2 separate regions of the Mus musculus genome follow, and region 1 is linked to region 2. The links are chromatin contacts, called in public Hi-C maps. All regions are on one chromosome and are shown on one strand. Each heading gives the region's core, a stretch centred on a gene start, on an enhancer-like site or on the middle of the called end of the contact. The rest is flanking DNA. Distances are from core to core; before and after follow the strand shown. Region 1 overlaps Ank3 (ankyrin 3, epithelial). Region 2 overlaps Ank3 (ankyrin 3, epithelial).

Region 1 (6,021 bases), core at 2,476-4,975, 81 kb after region 2:
TTGGGAATATCCGTATCTGTTTCCCTCTTTGAGGCCTGTTAGTAGTAAGTGGTCTCTTTTGCTTTCTGGAGATTCACAGTTTATTTTCATCTCCAGAAATCCGACTGTGTCCTGCATATGATTTGTTGGTTGGGTGTTCAGCTGGTGACCTGTCTGCCCCTAGAGTTTGTGTGGTGTTGTTTCTTATATTGCTTTGGGTCCATTCTTCACCCATTCCTTGCATCTGACTCTTATCTTCTGATGCCATTCCTGGTATTTCTCTCTCTTTATATCTTACTGTGAAAATTTTATTAACTGACATATCTTTTAACATCCCTGATTCTTTGCCTTGCTCTAAAGATGTTCTCTTATGAGACTAATCAAAATAATTTTTCATTTCTGAGAATATATATTTTTATTTATTCTATATATTATATAGTATATACTACATACTATATATATTCTATATAATATATTGCCCAGTTATAGTATATATGGTATATATTATATTATATTATATATTTTATATAGTATATATTTTCCACATCATATTAGTATATAGTGTATATATATTTAATATATATAAAATATATCATAATATATGTAGTATATATAATATGATATAGAAAATATATACTATATATAAAATATAACATAATACATACAGCATATAGATAATGTATATATAATAAATATGCTATAAAGTATTATATAACATACTATATATACTATATATATTACCAAGCATTTCATTAAGCTCTCTTGAGAACTCCTTCTCTTGGCTGAAATTCCACCAGTCTCTTTTAATTATTTGTTAAAGCTCTATACAAAGTATATCTGTTTTCATTTGCTCCCCTCCACCCCCTCCCATGTATCCTCTCCACTCAGGCTGGTTTCCTCTCTTCTCAGTTCTCACTTCTTCTTCTTTATTGTTCATGTGCCACAACCATTTCAATTTTCTGCATCCATTAAGGTCTCCTGCACCCCTTGAGGATCCCCTACCTGTATTGTGATCTCCATGTACATCCACATACACGCACACACTTTTAAACTTTGGCTCTGAGCACAGGAAAACATGAGGTATTTGTCTCTCTGAGTCTGTCTGTCTTTTGGTTAGCAGGTCAAATTCATTGTTGTGAAATTGTAATGATTTTATTTTTCTTTACTGCTGTGTAAAATTCCATTGTAGGCCTGCTACAGGGAGGTGGGAGAGAGAAACAGGAGAGGCCTCAGAAGTTCACAGGTAGCCTGTGAGCTCACACAGTGGGGGTTGTGGGGAGAACAAGGCAGAAAGGATAGGAACAACACATGGACATGCACACACACATATGTGCGCACACTCTGGAATCCACAAAGATGAACAAGCACATATGACACAGACAGGAAAATGTCATTGCATACAACCACTTCATTTTCTGTAGCTATGCATCTGTTGATGAGCACCTAGCAGACTCTACAACAAGGCTTTTGTGAATGCAATACCCGCAGGACACACAAGTGTCTTGTAGTGTGTTGACTTCAGTCCTCTGTTCTCAATCCCGACAGGTGCACCAGGACCATTTGGTAGTTCTAGTTTCCGGTTTTTAAGAAACCTCCAAACCAATTTCCGTAATTGGTAGGCAAGCTTACACTCGCTCCAGCTAGTATATAAGGGTTCCTCTTTCCTCACATCGCGCCAGCATGCCCTGCCATTCATTTAACAAAGATGGTCATTCTGAACGGGATAAGATAGAGTCTTAAAGCCGTTTGAGTTTTCCCTGCTAAGAATGTTGAACACTGAGCTGGAGAGATGACACAGAGGTTGAGTGTATGTGAGAGCCAGCATCTGGTCATCAGGGATGGACCCAACAGAGATTTCACATTACCCAGTCTTTAGATTCCTCCGATGGAGACTTTGCTAGACTCAAAAACACCCCACTTGCAGTCAGTCCTCTCACCTATCTCTCTGCCTCCCTCCCAACCTCTCTCTCTCTCTCTCTCTCTCTCTCTCTCTCTCTCTCTCTCTCTCTCTCTCCTCCAGCAGTCCAGCAGAATTCTCTCATGCTGTTGGCTGCCGCTGCTTGTCACTCTGAGCTAGACTCTGCCTGGATCGGGGGCACGGGTCCTCCGTGCTAGCCCAGGCTTTAGTAAGGAGTTTATCAGGCCTCGAGGCTTATACATTTGGGGGCCTTTCCACCACGGCATCCAAACCCTCCCTTCTATCTGCAGTTGTGGAACTGAAGGCTCTTCATGCCAGCCTGAATCCCAGCAAGCTCGTACCAACCGACACAATCCCAGTAGGAAACACAGGCTCTGAGAAACAAAGCTCTCAGTCTCTTGACATCATCCGCCTTTTTCGATGTGCTGCTGTCAGCTTCACAATAGAAACACAGTTCTGGCCCTGTTCGAGGGGAAGGCAGGAGACCTTCTCCTTACCTGAAGAATCAATATGCAAATACCCATCAATTCCTCCACAGGAGCACTTTCTGTCTTGATTTGCTCCCAGTTCTCAGAACTAGCTCTTATGGGAGGTAAGGATGACAAGGGACCCAGTGCCTGTCAGTATGAAGGTCATTTGACACTTGAGAAGCAGAGTCTTTAGATAGAGGTATTCTGATCCTAGAATACCAGTGTAAGAGGGTCTGCAGGTGGAGTTGTGATTCCAACCCTGCCACCAGCAAACGTTCTTAATTGGCAACAGTTCTATGTCTCATTTTAGCAGATGGAGTTATTTTTGAACCATCCATTGGATTGTTGCAAGGATAAAAACCGAGCCTTAGATCTGCAAGCTGTATTTGTATGTGCACACGTGCACATGTGCTCATTCATTGCATGTTCATGTATGTGTACATGCAATGTATATGCATACTGTGCATATCAAGGCCAGAGGTCAACCTCAAGTGCCATCCCACAGAAACTGTTCACCTTATTTGTTTGCGGCAGAGTCTCTCACTGAGACCTAGGAATAGCAAATAAGGCTAGTGTGATGGTTTGTTTATACATGCTTGGCCCAGGGAGTTGTACTATTAGGAGGTGTGGTCTTGTTGGAGTGGGTGTTGCCTTAGTTGGAGTAGGTGAGGTTATTGTGGGAGAGGGCTTAAAACCCTCATCCTAGCTGCCTTGAAGTCAGTCTTCCACTAGCAGTCTTCAGATGAAGATGTAGAACTCTCAGCTCTGCCTGCACCATGCCTGCCTGGATGCTGCCATGCTCCCACCTTGATGATAATGGACTGAACCTCTGGACCTGTAAGCCAGCTCCAATTAAATGCTGTCATTATAAGACTTGCCTTGATTATGGTGTCTGTGCACAGCAGTAAAACCCTAAGACAGCTAGCCCATCTGGCCAGCAAGCCCAGAGGTCTGTCTGCCTCTGCCTCCCCAGTGCCGGGATTATACATATGTGGCAGTGCCCCCAGCTTACATAGCAAACACTTTACCACCTGAGCTGTCTCCTCAGTTCCTTTTATAATACTTTCTAAGAGTTTTAGAAATATAGAGGCTTCCTCTATAGGAAGTCCAAGGCGTTAGGCTTCATGCCCCCATTGGCTATGTAACTCAGCTTTGTGGGAGAGAACAGACTACAGACGAAAGCAGAGGAAGAAGATACTGGAGGTCTTCACCCTGCCAATCAATCGGCCTGTGTGACAAGGGTTAATAAAGGCTTCAACCCTGGGAAATCCCTTTCCTTAAGGAACAATAATAGCAGGGAAGCAGTGGCCTTAGTCCTGGGCTCACTGAGCTCAGTTCAACTGCTTCCTGGGTTGTTCCCTAGCTCAGTGCTCCCCCTACTGGCTAAGAACTAGATTTGCTCACATAGTGCTGCTGGTTGGACTCAGACAGACAGATCAAACCTCAAGTCACCCCAGGGCATGCTAGCCTCCCACTGTTGTCAATCCCAGTAAAGCCCACCCTGAGCTTGTCACCCAGGGTTCCCAATCCGGTCCACCCAGCTGAAGTCTTCGGCCAGAAGCTGGCTGATCTAAAGCAGCACGTGACTGTCCACAGAATAGCCATTCTTGCTTGTGGATCTTGTGAGGCAGAGGTGAGCAGGTACCTCCCGGGGGGTGTGTGGCCTGCAAAGTACAAGATTCTGCCGTCTGACTCTGTGCATCGAATGTTTATCTGGGGACTGGGAATGTAGATCAGTAATAGATTGCTTGCCTGGCATGTACAATATCCTGGGATTATTGATATCACACACACACACACACACACACGCACACGCACACGCACACGCTCGCACACACACACACACAGGCATCAGTTTTACCCACTTATTTTCCTTTTTTGAAAATAGATTCTTTTTTATAAAATGTATTCTAATTATAGTTTTCCTTACCCCAGCTCCTCCCAGTTCCTCCCCACCTCCCCTACTACCTGGATCCACATTTTTTTTTCTTTTCTTTTCTTTTCTTTTCTTTTCTTTTCTTTTTTTTTTTTTTTTTTTTTTTTTTTGGTTTTTTGAGACAGGGTATAGCCCTGGCTGTCCTGAAACTCACTTTGTAGACCAGGGTGGCATTCTTTCTGTCTCTCCTTAAAAAAAAAAAACAGGAATCTGAAGAAGAAGAATAAAATAAGATAAACCAAAAAACAAACAAGTCAGATTAGGACAAAGCAAACAAACAGAAAATTTTGTTTAAAAGCCATAGAAATATCAGGAGGAATACACACAGATGCAGAGACATACATGTACACACACAGGGATCAGGAGCACATATAGATGCAGACACACACACATGTGCACACACAGGAATCAGGAGCACATATAGATGTAGACACACACACACATGTGCACACACAGGAACCAGGAACACATATAGACACACATACATGCACACATGCTTGCTGATCTATGAAAGGATCAAGTTTAGCTCTTGGTACCACACTGAGAGGTTCACAACCACTGTAACTCCAGCTCCAGGGATCCAATTCATCCTTCTGATCTCCAAGGGCATCTGTTTACACATGTGGCATAAGCACACAAAAGCACACATACATGTACACATAAAGATAGATAACATATATAGACAGATGACACAGAGATGATACATAGATACATAGAAACATAGATACATAGTTGATACATTGATAAATAGATAGATACATAGATACATACATAGATAGATACATAGATATATAGATATATACATTATACATAGATATATAGATAAAAGATAGACACATACATATATAGATAATAGATAGATAGATGATAGATAGATAGATACATAGTTGATACATAGATAGATGATTGATAGATATATAGATAGATGATACATACATAATACATAAATATATAGATGATACATAGATAGATGATAGATACATAGATAGATACATTGGTGATACATAGATAGATAGATAGATAGATAGATAGATAGATAGATGCATAGATACACAGATGATACATAGATAGATAGATGACGATGATAGAAAGATAGGTAGGAGACAAATAATAAAATAATTTTCAGTTCAAGCATTAACAATTTGCCAACAATATCGGGTCAAAGTTCATGTCAAACAGCACTCCGTGAAAATGCAGTCAGCCAGATAAATGTGGTGGAAATTTTTAGAGAGTAAACTATTGGATTTCTTCAGTGAAGAAATAAGCATGGAGGAAATGGAAGAGAGAGTGGTGAGCTTTGCAGAGTGAAAGGCTTGTGAAGGATCTGGGAGCAAATGAAGCATCAAGATGAACCCAGACACTCAGAAAGGGCCATAGAGTTTGAGCACAGGTGGAGGCTTAGACACTGGGTGTTATTTCTACTGCTTTATTTCTGATAACAGCATTGCCAGCATATCTCTCTCTCTCTCTCTCTCTCTCTCTCTCTCTCTCTCTCTCTCTCTCTCTCTCTCTCTCTCTCTCCCTCTCCCCCTCCCCCTGCCCCTCTCCCTCTCCCCCCCCTCCCCACATATATATCATCTCCCTGTCTTTCTCCCTAGCCTGCCCCCATCTCAAAAGACTCGTTCTCCATTAAAGTTGATTTAATTGAGCTACTTATTAGATTCTCATTCTCTTCTTGGGTCTTGCAGCAAGAGAATACAGTGTGGTAGAAGCCAAAG
Region 2 (6,500 bases), core at 3,447-5,946:
AAGGCCCCTTGTTGTCTTATCATTTTATCATCAAAGGAAAGTTCCCCCCACAATGACAGGCTTTGTATCCTCACAAGCACTCTAGTCCTTCTCCGAGAGCCACTGTTGTGTATTTTGGTCCTTGCCCACACTATCTGTCCTCTGTCATTGGGTCTACAGGCCTCCTCCCATTTACAGCCACTTGGTTCCAGTTCTTTCTACTGCCTGAAGATCAAGCGGGCAGGGCTCTCCTGGGTCAGCTGACCTTGCATTGGCCAGCACTCACCCTCCTGACCAGGAGAAGAGCCGGTGGTATATAGCATAGTGGTCCCTGGATGGACTCTCTCTTTGCAGCAGGAGGCCCTGTGCTGTTGTCCGGTTGTAAGCCACTTCAGCTGGGCATGAGCTCTGTGCTTCAGCTGGGCATGAGCTCTGTGCTTCAGCTGGGCATGAGCTCTGTGCTTCAGCTGGGCATGAGCTCTGCGGTCCAAAGGCCAAAGGCACAGCATGCTCCCTATAACACACAGCTAGCCATTCGTTAAGTGAGACGTATTTTTAACTTCCTCAGTAATAAACCCTGCTCCTTTCTCTCTCAAAATGCACAAAACCCTTAGAAAAGGAGAAGCCATCAAAATATAGTAGGCAACATAAAGATCTCTGCACGTTCAACCTAACTGGAAACAAATCTTATCACCAGCTTCCTCTCCAGTACATGGACATCTTAAGGTTCGCCCCTTCCCAAGCTTCTCACAGTCTGCTGCAATCACGCCTGTTTCTCAGCAGCCCCACACTGTCCTGGTGGCCCAGGCTCCCCATGAAGGCTGCTCTCTGCCTTTGCTCTCTTTGCCAAGACAACTTAGGGCTCTGAGATGGCCCAGCAGGTACGGCACTGACTTCTTCCACCTGGTAACCTGTGCTCGATCCCTGGAACTCATGAAAAGATGGAAGAGAAAAAAATAATTTTCCCCAGTGTTGTCTCTGGCCTCCATATGTGTATATATATATATATATATATACAATTAACTAAATTAATGAATAAAAGTTTTTTAAAGAATATCTTAGTTGCAGCCTTTGCTGTTTAACCTGCCCCATAATGACTTTTTGGCTGTCCCCTACTCCTACAAGTGGGTTTAAATGTTTTCAGTGACCACCAGTGATCACAAATCTTCAAAACCCAAAGACTGTATTCTGATAGGGTCTCCCCCCACCGACCCTGGGCTTTTTTATGTTGCCATTGGCCATTGATGGTTATTGGGCCTTGAAAAAAAAAAAGAATTCTAGTCCCGTGGCTCTTGTGACCCAAGCTAGGTTTACATTCTCTCTTTGCCACCCAAGCAGCTTTGCAGCTGTGGGCAGTGTCTGTGATGTGTCTGACGAGCTCATTAAAATTCTGATCTGCTAACTCTAACTCTGGCTTCGGTTGCTCAGAATTCCAACTTTTGAGGAACCCCATCCCCTTGGGTGTTTGTAGCTTGAGGCTTTGCACTTCTTCGCTGTTCAGGAGTTATACACCATGGCTGAAATACAGGCAAGTGTGCTTTCTTCACGCTACCAGACAGTGGCAATCTCCAGACCTAGCGTGTCTTGTTTGATGATGACAGTAGTTTTGTAAATTGTCTAGAAGAGAACACTTGCAGCCTATCTGGTATAAAATGAGAAAAGGAACTTCTCTACCATGTGTTGTATCAAGTTGTGCCATGTCTTGGCATGCCGTTACTACTTTGAGACAACAAACCCTTTCCTGACCTCTAAGAAGATGAGATCAAAGCATTTAAAGTTTACCTTTAAAGACCCATTTGTTGTCCTCCTTACAGAAACTCATTCCTGGCCACCCAGATACTGCCACTGTTCCTTTGAGAGATAGTGTGCGCCCAGGCTGTGCTCTCTTAACCCTCCCACATAAATCTCCTAAAGTCCTATTTCTCCAAGTAGCATATATATCCTTTGACTGAGTCCCAGGACATTATAATAACAATCCAAAAGCCAGATGTGATAGCTTTAAACATGTAGTCCCAGAGCTTGGGAGGCTGAGACAGGAGGATTGCCCTGAAGTTGAGGTCTGACTATGCTGCAGAGCAACTTGGCTTAAAAAAAAAAAAAATCCAAATGACTCTGTCAAAGTGACACGGCAATATGAATTTAATGGCACATAAAACCAGAATGTCATACCCTGGCTATCCAATGAGAACGGTTGATTCAACAGGCCCAGATGGACAGAGGTACATCAAAGGACATGTCAGGAATACTTGGATTTGCTCCAAGTCCAAACTACTATGCCCAGGTTCAAGTACTACCTATGCCTATTATGTGAAGATTCCTAACACTAAAGGGGTCTATCCTTGGCTCGTAGTCTCACTCTAGAGCAAAGCAGCTCCAACAGTCCTTAGTATAGACAGATTAAAAATGACCCCACTGCTGACAACTCCAGACACCCTTCCTCTTACATTAGAAATGTAAGAGAGCTGGAGAGATGGCTCAGTGGTTAAGAGCACTTGCTATTCCTACAAAAGACCAGCGATCAGTCCCAGTACCCAGGTCACATGGCTTACTATCGCCTGTAACTCCAGTTCCGGTGAATCTGACCCCCTCCTATTCCCCTCCTCGGGTAACTGCACACAGCTCAGGTGGCATACAGACTGACAGACATGTATACACACATACAAGTGAAAATAAGAACTCTTTTATAGTTTGAAAAAAAAAAAAAGCTAGCAATCTTGGTCAGCCAGTAAAGAAGCTTGCCAGCAAGCAGGGTCTGTGTTCGATTCCTGGGATCCATGTGGTAGAAGGAGAAGATTTACTCCAGAAGGTTGTCTTCTGCCCTCCGCACATATGATGTTGCACACCCGTGTGTGTGTGTGTGTGTGTGTGTGTATGTGTGTGTCTGTGTCTGTCTGTGTCTGTGTCTGTGTCTGTGTGTCTGTGTGTGTCTGTGTGTGTGCCTGTGTGTGTATACACACCATGCACACACATTATATATACATATATATATAATGAAGCTGTTGCGAAGTACCCAAGCCTACCCCTTCCTTTAATACCTCCTACCAACTTTGAACAAACGAGGAAACTTACCAGTAAACACTGAAACTCACTGCTTCCCACTCGGTGATTCTAGGCTGAGCTCCTTGGAATCTTCACATCCACTGAGGTGGGGCTGGGAGATGAGATGGCTAAGATGGAAAAGCGTAACCATAGTAACAAATGCTTTCTGGAGGATGAGGGGAGGGCAATGTTGTAGTGTAGCTTGTGTGCCCTGAGTATGGACCATTTTGAGCAGGGGATGTCTATTTTCCAGAACCACACTTTCAAATTAAATAAACAGTAAAAAGCATTCGGTGTGGCTGAGCTGTAGACACGTGAAACCCGTTTATAAAAGCTCTGTTAGTTGAACAAACGTTTGGCAATTACTGCACAGCGTATCTGAGATGTCAAATGAAGTGCATGAGGCACAAATACTAACCAGAATTGTTTGAATTCCTGTCATCTGTTCTTTCTTTTTACCATATTATTCTTCATTACTAATTTCTCCCCAGTGAAAAGCCTATGAGGGCTTAGCAGGAAGAATTTTTAAAAAGCATAATTAAGGTGTGCGTTTGTGTGTGAGTGTGTGTGTGTGTGTGTCTGTGTATGTGAGTGTGTGTGTGTGAGTGTGTGTGTGTGTGTGTGTGTGTGTGTGTGTGTGTGTATGTGTGCTCTCTATGGGCAGCTGACAGAAACAGAGAGGGTACCATCAGTATCCTCAGCCCCAGACAACATGATGTGTGTATGATTGATGCTTTTCTAGAAAAGAAAATGCACTTTAAAATCACTATGGAAATTTGGGGACATCAAGTACCTATGCTTGTATCCCATTGAAGAGCTTGATCAGAATTTGAAAGTTTCAAGGAGCTTATTAAAACCCATCAAGCTAGGGATACAAATGCAGCTGAGTAGGTAGAACACTTATTGCCCATGCTCAAAGCCCTGGGTTCAGTGTTCTGCATTGTATAGACTTGTATGGTGGCATCTACATGCATTCTTAGCACCCTGAGAGGGAGGCAAGGGGATTGGATATTCAGGGCCAGCCTGGGCTACATGTGCACTCTATTACAAAAGAAAACAATGTATAAAGTTGTATGTATATCCTAGAAGGAGAATTACACTCACGTTCTCCCTGCCTGGAGGTGGTTTAATGTGTAACTAACTCTGTTATAGCATATTCTGTTCCCCAGTGATCCTCCTAGCCAGTCTTCCCCATCACACCCCAGTTGGCTGTATCTCTGATTCCATCTTAAGGTTTGACTCTTTGAATGGTCAACATTAAGTCAGTCTTAGAAACCCCAGAGGTGGCAGGTCCTGAGTGTCCGTCACAGGCTGGTCACTACAGACAGTTGTCAAGCTATTACCATGCCTTTGTTCCTTAGGGCTTGGGCCTCGGAGCCTGGTGCTAGCACATGTGTTTATTTTGGCCCTCCCCTCATGTCTGTCTTTGTTCCATTTGCTCTTTCTTCAGTAGCTATTGCCAAGCAAATGTGTAGTAACACTGACAGTTGCCTCGCTGAAGCAGCCCCTGCTCTCCCTCCCTTCCATGTGTCCCAAAACTGGGCCAATCATGAGGCAACATCAAAGGGTTACAACTAACAGAAATCAAGAAATATTGAAAAGGAAAACTATGTGTTTGGTGCTGACATGAGACCCAGGGAGACAGCACCCCAGAGCTCAGCCCTGGCCAAGTTCGTGCTGCACTGGGTGAGTGTGAACTTGAACGTCTGCTTCCATTTTTCTCTGTCTATTGGAGTCAGATATTTTGCATATAGATAAGCTGCATATGTTTCCATCAGGAAATATCGTTCTGAATAGAACCCGGAATGGCTTCTTTATATCCTTCTCAATTTAAAAACAGAACATTAAGGAAATGTGCTCATTTGTGTGTGTGTGTGCTGGTAATGGGGAAATTGTCTTAATTGGTTTTAATCAGGAAGAGAATGGTAACTGACTGAGGTCCCTGGATGCTGAGATCAGCGCAATGCAAAGCAACCTTAGAGTGGAACAAAAAAAATAAGAAAGAAAGAAAGAAAGAAAGAAAGAAAGAAAGAAAGAAAGAAAGAAAGAAAGAAAGGAAGGAAGGAAGGAAGGAAGGAAGGAAGGAAGAAAGAAAGAAAGAAAGAAAGAAAGAAAGAAAGAAAGAAAGAAAGGAAGGAAGGGAAAGAAAAGAAAGAAGGAAGGAAGGAAGGAAGGAAGGAAAGAAAGAAAGAAAGAAAGAAAGAAAGAAAGAAAGAAAGAAAGAAAGAAAGAAAGAAGGTGTTGTGAGTCTCTGAAGACTTACTTAGAGGGGAGACAGGTGGATCCTTAGGAATGAGTTGTTGGCAGCCAATGCAAGGTACTCTTCTTGATGACCTCTGACCTCTATGTGCAGGGGCGCACACATACACACACACATACATGAGTATCTCCCCCTAGCACGCACATACACAGAAGATATTAAGTCTGATTAAATAAAAACAAAGCAGTGGCCCTACCTTCTGGAAACGGATATAAAAACTGGATTTTGAGCTTTCGATGGTTTCTCTGAATTGGTCCATGACGCCCGATATCCCTTCATGAATGAAGCGAGGTCCTCAGTCCTAACCGAATGGTCCTTGGTGTACATTGTGTCTTAGTTTGAAATAATGAGTTCTTTATAGTTTTAAATCTGGGCAAAATGAGCTTGGTTTGTTGCCAGGGTTTAGCCGTAGGAGAGAGGCTAATGTGTCGTTTGGGGGCAAGGCTGACCTGTTCGGTTTGCGGTGAGGAAGGATAGGTACACAGTGGATGCTGAGCTGCTTGTAATGTTGGTGAGTGGCTGGCCTGTTAGCTACCAAAGCCCTGATTCGGTCTTTGTATTGTGATCGAATGTGGTCTAATTTGGTAGGTTTTTCTTCCTCATTATTTTCTTCTTGACTTAGAAATGTTGTAAAACAATGTAAATGAGGAAAATACCTAATAAAAAAATTTTTTTAAATGTTGTAAAACTAGTAGATCTCATCAGGAAAAATTTAAAAATAAATAAAACATGGTCTGGGGCTGGGGAGAGGGTTCATTGACCCAGATGGTTGATGTACAAGCATGATGGCTGAGTATGAATTCCCCCCACCACACACACATACACACACACACACACACACACACACATATACACACACACACATACACACACACACAATACACACATACACACACACATACACACACACACATACACACACAATACACACACACACATATACACACACACATACACACACACACCACACATACACACACACACACACACACACACACACACATACACACACACACACACACACACACACACACACACACACACACATCTATATGCAGGGCATTTTGTTGCATGGCTGTAATTTTAGATCTGTGGTGGTAGGAGCAGGCAGATTCTAGAGGCTTGCTGGCCAGTTAATCTTGCAAAATCAGTAAACTCTGGCTTCCATGAGAGAAAGTGGCTCAAAAAATAAAATGGAGAGTGATAGAGGAACCTCTGGCCT

The links. A called contact is a pair of places that touch in the nucleus more often than the background predicts.
Region 1: a Hi-C map of cortical neurons shows a contact between it and region 2, with 2.5 times the contacts expected there. The contact joins two enhancer-like sites. A contact is called at or near these places in 4 of 484 Hi-C or Micro-C datasets (adipose-derived mesenchymal stem cells, cortical neurons and palatal mesenchyme) and 1 of 115 datasets of contacts at active chromatin or transcription factors (the HPC-7 cell line).

The regions. Positions count from the first base shown.
Region 1 is chr10:69,842,191-69,848,211 of GRCm38.p6, forward strand. The region is part of intron 7 of Ank3 (ankyrin 3, epithelial); the gene reads left to right. Among named protein-coding and RNA genes, the nearest start is that of Gm33416, 21 kb to the right of the region's middle. Within about 2 kb of position 3,726, at least 40 of the 459 cell types and tissues checked have an H3K27ac peak or open chromatin away from gene starts, as enhancers often do. A contact at or near this core is called in cortical neurons, where this site is marked.
Region 2 is chr10:69,760,030-69,766,529 of GRCm38.p6, forward strand. The region is part of intron 1 of Ank3 (ankyrin 3, epithelial); the gene reads left to right. Among named protein-coding and RNA genes, the nearest start is that of Gm33416, 100 kb to the right of the region's middle. Within about 2 kb of position 4,697, at least 11 of the 459 cell types and tissues checked have an H3K27ac peak or open chromatin away from gene starts, as enhancers often do. A contact at or near this core is called in cortical neurons, where this site is marked.